Regions from separate parts of the Mus musculus genome. Here region 1 is linked to region 2. A link is a contact called in public Hi-C data. All regions are on one chromosome and are shown on one strand. Each heading gives the region's core, a stretch centred on a gene start, on an enhancer-like site or on the middle of the called end of the contact. The rest is flanking DNA. Distances are from core to core; before and after follow the strand shown.

Region 1 (3,571 bases), core at 995-3,494, 140 kb before region 2:
GCTCTCACTGCTCTTGCAAAGAACCCTAATTCAGCTCCCAGTACCCACAGGGCAGATTGCAATCATCTATAACTCCACTTCCAGGGGATGTTTCCCTCTTCTGACCTCTGCAGGCACACACACACACACACACACACACACACACACACACACCATGCACTACCCCTATACATAAAAATAAATAAATATATCTTAAAATAAAAAAAAATCATACCATACTATGAAAACTTTGAGGAAATTTCTTTGTGGCTGTGATAAATTCTTGATCTGGCAATGCAATCCACGTCTTTGCTTTTCTTCATCTAAGAGAAGTGGTATAGAATCAAAATCAGGGAACAGGATTGTTGTGAGAAATATTATTTTAAAAAATGGACCTGCTAACTCTCTGCTCTCCTGCTCTCTCAACCCACCAACTCTCTGACCCCACCCGGCCACATTCCCACTCTGGTACCTGCACCAGTGGGCCACAACACTATGTTCTGGGGGGTCTTTCCAGTTATGTCCCATGTTCCAGTAACCAAATAGATCTGCCATCCTCGTAGTTTGATAACACAATGCCCAGTGACCTGGTAAAAACAAGACTTAATGCTTATCGTTAACCAATCATATTTATATATCAATAAATTCTCAATATACAAGATGCCAATACAATAATTTCAGAACCAATTGATAATGATAAAAGCTGCCCACCTAGATTAGACAAATTATCCCAATATTCTAACCTTTATAATATCATAACAACCTATATAGCCACACTGATTCAAGACCGCCACCATCTTTCTCTTTGCTCTCTGTCTCTGCAACTCTTAGCTCTGCCTCCCTTTTCCCTGTCCAATCAAAGGCCTCCCAGTGCCCTAATGTAATTGGACAGGCAAAATCCTGCGACATAGGATAATCTAACTGCACTAGAACATTCCTCAGCTCCTTACAGTGATAGGAAATCAGGACCCTGTTAGTGAAACAGTGAACATGATGCGCTTGTGCCATCTAGATCAGGAGCTCATGACAGCTCTCCTACTGTATGGATGCTTTCTTACTCCTTCCAGTCACCATGGTGTGCTCCAGTCAGTCCCCATGTCTGAGCAGGGCATCTGTTTCCCATCCTCCACAGTGTTGTCCTACCAGGCACTACCATTTTTACTTCATACAGGCAAATGCATACCATGCATGGCATTTTTGAAAGCAAGCTGAAAATAATAATAATGTTCTGGGCCTTGCTATTCTTAAGTCCCCCCAAAACCACTGAGCACAAACAACTTCTAGACCAACTCTGTCTGGGAAGAGCAGATTTAGAAAGAGGGGAGACACTATAGACGGTACCACATACAAGAAAGAAAACAGAGCGTCTCAGCCTGGTCCATGTGGGATGCTGCGGGATGTTGACTCACTTCCTAACTATGGTCCTTCCTGAGCTCAGGGAAGACTAAACAGCCTTTCATGCAATGGGGACGGCTCAAACAAGCTCAAACAAACCTCTCCCGGCCATGCGCTACTATGTAACTAGCTAAGGCCAATGCTAATATCTGCACTGGACACTGTGTAACTATTTTTCCAAAAGAACAGACCAAACAAGTTGTTAAGTATAGAAAACTGTACACACAGAACTGGCCTGTACAAGCAAGAGGAGTAGTTGGACAAGTCAAAGCAAAGAAGAAATAACTAATGACGTTTTAAAGACAAATATATTATCCCCTCTTTTCAAAAGACTATAATGGCAGAGGACATAGCCTGGTGAATCTTGCTGGCAAATAAAGCAGAGCCGAGTGCTCTGGCCAGTCTCTCTTGAGAAGATGGTGGAGTCTTTAATGTGGAAGTGTCCCAAGTTATAAATAATTGTCCCAAGCCTGCCTCTAATTACTTGTCACTCCTGAAGTATTTTCTGGGCAGAAGTCCCAGTACTTTTCACATCTGACCAATATTGGGAATTTAGTCCCGGAAGGGACATCCAAGTTGTAAGCATGCCAGCTCTGTCCACAGTGCGGTGAGCATTTTGGCCAGAATTTGGCCTGCCAGCCAGAGATCAGCAACTGGGACCATTTTGCTGACTGGACACAGTGACCAAGGACCACAGACCAATGAAATGTCCTTAATACCATCCCCTTCTCAAAAGAATCTACACTTAAAGGATCTTTGCACTTTAACATCAGCGCCATCTAGGAACAGACCAGTTTGTGGAGACTAATAGCCAAATCTCTCTCTTTCAGATCGTCAGTCTGGCCTTGGGAGGTGTACGCAGCCCCCGCAAGGGAATCCTCAGAGGAAGCAGTAGTGGTTTTTCAACATTTGTTTGTTTTCTTGCCTTTGAAGAGCCTACATGAGTGTTCAGCCATTCCTGGCCCGAGTTCAGAATAGGAACTGTTGGTTTTCTGAGCCTTTTCGTCCTTCTCCAAACCACCAGTTTTATGGGTTTGGCTTCATAACCAATAACTCTTTTCACAACATTAAAAATGTGTGCATAATAAAAAAAAGACAAGATAAAAAAATGTGTGCATAAGATGACCGCACTGTACCTTTAAAGAAGTGAGAAGACTTTTTAAAAAAAAGAATGGCTTAGAGAGTGAAGATATTCACTGCTGAGCATACAATATACTCTGATCATATTTGCCTCCACTCCTCTTCATGTGCCCTCCTAGATCCACCCCCATCCCTGTCCCTGTCCCCATCCCCATCCCCATCCAAACACTGTCTCCTCTTATTTTCTTTTTGTGTACCTCACCTGGTCCAGTCTGTGTTGCCCATACCCTCACAAGCCTGGGCCTCTCACTGGGGTAAGGCCAACCTACCAGAGATCTCACCATTAAAGAAAAGTCCTTCCCCTAGAAACTCTCCGTGACTAATAGTTTTTCAGCTAAGAGTGGGGTCTGCTGTCCCCCACACTACTCTGCATGCTGGAATGTTGACTGGCCTGAACTTGTATGTTGCCTTCTGTAGGCACCCATGCCTCTATGACCTTGTGAGTGCACAGGTGTGTGAGTGTGTGTGTGTGTGTGTGTGTGTGTGTGTGTGTGTGCATGTGTGTGTGTGTGCATGTGTGTGTGTGTGTGCATGTGTGTGTGTGTGTGTGTGTGTGTGTGTGTGTGATGTCCTGATGTTACTGTTTCAGTTTGGGTCTTTCCAACTTCTCGTCCTTGTGATCCTCCTGCCACATTTTCGGTGATGGTCTTTGAGACTAGTGGAGGGTGTGTGTGACATATATCCCTCATTTGTAATTGTGTAGTCATTAGGGAGTGGTGCAATTTGAGAGGGATTAGGAGGTGTGGCCTTGCTAAAGTAGGTGTAGCCATGTTGGAGGAAGTGTGTCACTGAGGGTAGGCTTTGGGGTTTCAAAAGCTTAAGCCAGGTCCAGTAGCTCTCTCTTCCTGCTGTCTGTGGATCCAGATGAAGAACTTTCAGCTTCTCCAGTTCCTTATCTGACTGCTTGCTGCCATGCTCCTGCCGTATGATGAACTGTGAAACTGTAAGCAAGACCCCAATTACATGCTTTCTTTTATAAGAGTTGCTGCGGTTCTAGCATCTCTTCACAGTAACAGAACACTGACTAAGATAGGCCTCTAGCACTCAGGGCTTTAAA
Region 2 (3,397 bases), core at 258-2,757:
TGCTTCTCCTCCTGTGCGCCTTGGGAACCGCTGTGGCAATCCCGGTAAATGTCCTTTCTTCTGTGGTACAGCCCTCCCTCTTCTGTCTGCGTTTGGGAGCATTGTCCTTCAGATGCTGACACAGGAGTCCATCTCAAGTTCCAAGCAAGCCTAGAAAGACCCAGTCCCAAACAAAGACACCCCCCCACACAAAATAAATAGTTCTTTTAGGGTGGCTTTGGATTCTTCCAAATTACATTCTTTATTGCCCAAAGTGCAAGTGGTATATATATATATATATATATATATATATATATATATATATATATAATTACTTATACTTTTAAAAAAATATATATTAAAAGTATTTTTTCAAACAATAAGGTAAAATAAATATACAGCACAAAATGCTGTCTATCATCTTATTAGACACAGTGCACCCCAAACAAACAGCCAGGGAGAAATATATTTTTTTAAAGATATATTTATTGTTGTATGTGAGTACACTGTAGCTGTCTTCAGACACACAGAAAGAGGGCATCAGATCTCATTACGGATGGTTGTGAGCCACCATGTAGTTGCTGGGAATTGAACTCAGGACCTCCGGAAGAGCAGTCAGTGCTCTTAACCACTGAGCCATCTCTCCAGGCCGCCAGGGAGAAATAACTTACAGATCTGTAGAAAAACAAAGTATTTAACATGTGTTATGTAATCATTCTCCTCCAGTATTTTCTCCAAGATCAAATGCATGCTCTCTGATTTCTCAGATTAAGACTCTCTCCTGATAATCTATAATAATGAAAACAATGTGGTAGGACTATAAATGTTATGGTGGTAATCATAGAGTGGCTGCTATCTCATCTCTGGGCTGTCCAAGAAAGTGTGCTCGAAGTAGGCATGACTAGAGCATCTGTGCTTCCCGGTCAGGCACACTCACCCCGCCACCATCTACAAGTGATAAAGGCGCTACACTTAAGTCATACTCTTGGGACCATGTCTCAGCCTGAGCACTGTAGGGAGGTTTCCTCTTAAGACAGATCCTGTGATCATTATTGGTGTCCCACAGATGGCCTGTGTCATCTTTCATTTGTGCCGTCTGTTTTCCTTCACCCATTGGAAGGACCAACCTCCTCTAAATAGACAAGCAACTGTCCCCTTTTCTCTGGTCTAAAATTCTGTCCTTGCGTTTTAGATGAATGGGAGCCGGTTTCTGACAGCTGAATCAGCAAAACCAAGCTCTATCACCTTGATCAAGCAGTTCACGGAAACAAAGAATTTATGACAGACGCTAAGAACCATGCCTAACTCATGTGGAGCAGTCCCGTTGAGTTTACACACTGTACTCTGAAATTAGAAATACGGGACAAACTAACATAGAACAGTTCCCACAGAAACATCGTTTTTCTCCCGAAAATATGTTCTCCTTTTGGAGTGGTCACAGATTCAGCTTTGTAAACAGGCACCCAGAGTCTTTGAACCAAATGTTTGGTGACACGCCCACACATAGACACAAGCCAGATGTTTCCTTTCTGGGACAATTTATTATAAGCAGACTCAGCCAGATGCTTAAAAGCTAAGTAACTTCACAAGACCCGCCAGTTTAAAATCCTGTAGTGTTTTCCAGCTCTGCTTGAATTAATTCTTCAGCAACTCGTAGTTTCTGCATGACAGGAAGATTCCAAGCAGACTCTCAAGAGGCTGTGAGGAATAAATACAGGCGTGACCATGATAATGAAATAGATTTCAATCAGCAGAAACTTCTGGAAGAAATGAGCTGCCTGCTGTTCTAGTGTGAACTTCTTGGGGCTAGGAGGAACTTGGAGGTTCAGGAGATAACGCGGGTCTCCCCTACCTCTACTGTCTCCCAGGACACTCAAGGATGGGGGGGGGGTTACCAAAATAGTCCCATTCTTTCTCCTTCCCCTCTTCCCTTAGCTTCTTTCAAAACATTTTCAGTGTTAATCCTCCCAGCTGAGAAGCTGGTGGGATGCAAAACAGCAGCCAGATCCTCACAGATTCTGCACCCACTCTGCTCACTTCATAGCCCACGGTCAGCCCTCAGATAGCTGCCTCGGACACGGATAGCGCATGCGTCAACGTCACTATTGTCAGGGAGAGTCATTCTAACTCCTTGAACTTTACAAAATAGTTTACACGCTCACTCTGTGTTTCTGCTCACCTTGCCAGTGGTGACGCAAGCCAGCCACTTGTCAAGCCCCAACAGAGCCTAACAAGCAGTCACCACTTGAAGGGAGACTTCCCTCCAAATCTAGTTCCTCAGCTTCCCTGAGACACAGTGCATCACTGCCCATCTCTTCCTTGCAATCTTGAGGGAAGCCATTGCTCTTTGCAGCCAGACTCCACGGCTGCTGTTACCTACCAGGCTCCATGCCCTGAAATCTTTGAGTTAGTTCTAAATTAAACCGCTTTTTAGTCAAAGATGTCCTGATGCATGTTGAAACCAGTGGGGACCAGAAAATAAATAAGCATTTAGCAAAAATTGTATAATCTTTTCTGCTAATTATCTGTGAGAACTTAAAAGCAGGCAAGGGACTGGACAGTGCTATATCCCAAGGTTAATTTTGTTTTTCTTATTCTTCAAGGTTATAAAATCTGTTTTTGTCAATGTTTGAAAATTCCAAAAACTCAAGAATGATCATTGTTGAAATGTTTTCAGCCAGTCTTTGTATGTATGTATGTGTGTATGTATGTATATGTATGTATATATATACATATGTATATATGTATATACATGTATTTCATAAATACACATATATTTATGAAAGATATGTATATATATATATAAATATAAAACCTTTCATAAACTTGACTATAATCTTTTAGTATATTTCAGACATTTGCTTGTAGCCTAGGAAATTCTAGAGAATACCATTCATTAGTGTTATCAGTGAAGATAGATCCCAGTGCTGGTGATAATAGCAAGAACTCAGATTTTTTTTCAGTTGGCTTCTATATATTAGCAACATAAAGTCTTCACTTTTTCAGACAAGTACAAGGTTTCTCTCTGACCACTCCAACCCAACTACTGCAACACTGGTGACACCGGAAGACGCTACAGTCCCCATTGCCGGGGTTGAAGCTACAGCAGACATAGAAAACCATCCCAGTGACAAGGTAAAAATAATCGTTACATTAATGCCATCGTTTATCATTTTCCCTGAGAATTCAGTATCAAAGCATCCTTACAAGGGTAATATATTTGATGTGTTTATGAAAAGATAAATTGCTTCTCGGCCTTTTGGTTAAGATCAAGTGTAGAAAAGATAAAGCAATATAAGGGATATGTTCTATGGGAGTGTAGAGAGGTGTGGGGAAGGGGCTATCTCAGGGGGCCATGCCAAGGCATCCCTTCCCCCTGAGGAACCAGCCACAAGCGGTATAGTATAGAATAGAGGTT

What was found. A called contact is a pair of places that touch in the nucleus more often than the background predicts.
Region 1: a Hi-C map of uterus shows a contact between it and region 2, with 7 times the contacts expected there. The contact joins two enhancer-like sites. A contact is called at or near these places in 1 of 484 Hi-C or Micro-C datasets (uterus) and 1 of 115 datasets of contacts at active chromatin or transcription factors (embryonic stem cells).

Annotation. Positions count from the first base shown.
Region 1 is chr5:104,238,559-104,242,129 of GRCm38.p6, reverse strand. Gm31048 (a long non-coding RNA gene) reads left to right here. Exons shown (of 3, transcript XR_389447.2): 3 at 2,205-2,817. Among named protein-coding and RNA genes, the nearest start is that of Gm31048, 6.6 kb to the left of the region's middle. Within about 2 kb of position 2,244, at least 40 of the 459 cell types and tissues checked have an H3K27ac peak or open chromatin away from gene starts, as enhancers often do. A contact at or near this core is called in uterus, where this site is marked.
Region 2 is chr5:104,094,356-104,097,752 of GRCm38.p6, reverse strand. Sparcl1 (SPARC-like 1) reads left to right here. Exons shown (of 11, transcript NM_010097.4): 2 at 1-44; 3 at 2,986-3,114. Among named protein-coding and RNA genes, the nearest start is that of Sparcl1, 18 kb to the left of the region's middle. Within about 2 kb of position 1,507, at least 35 of the 459 cell types and tissues checked have an H3K27ac peak or open chromatin away from gene starts, as enhancers often do. A contact at or near this core is called in uterus, where this site is marked.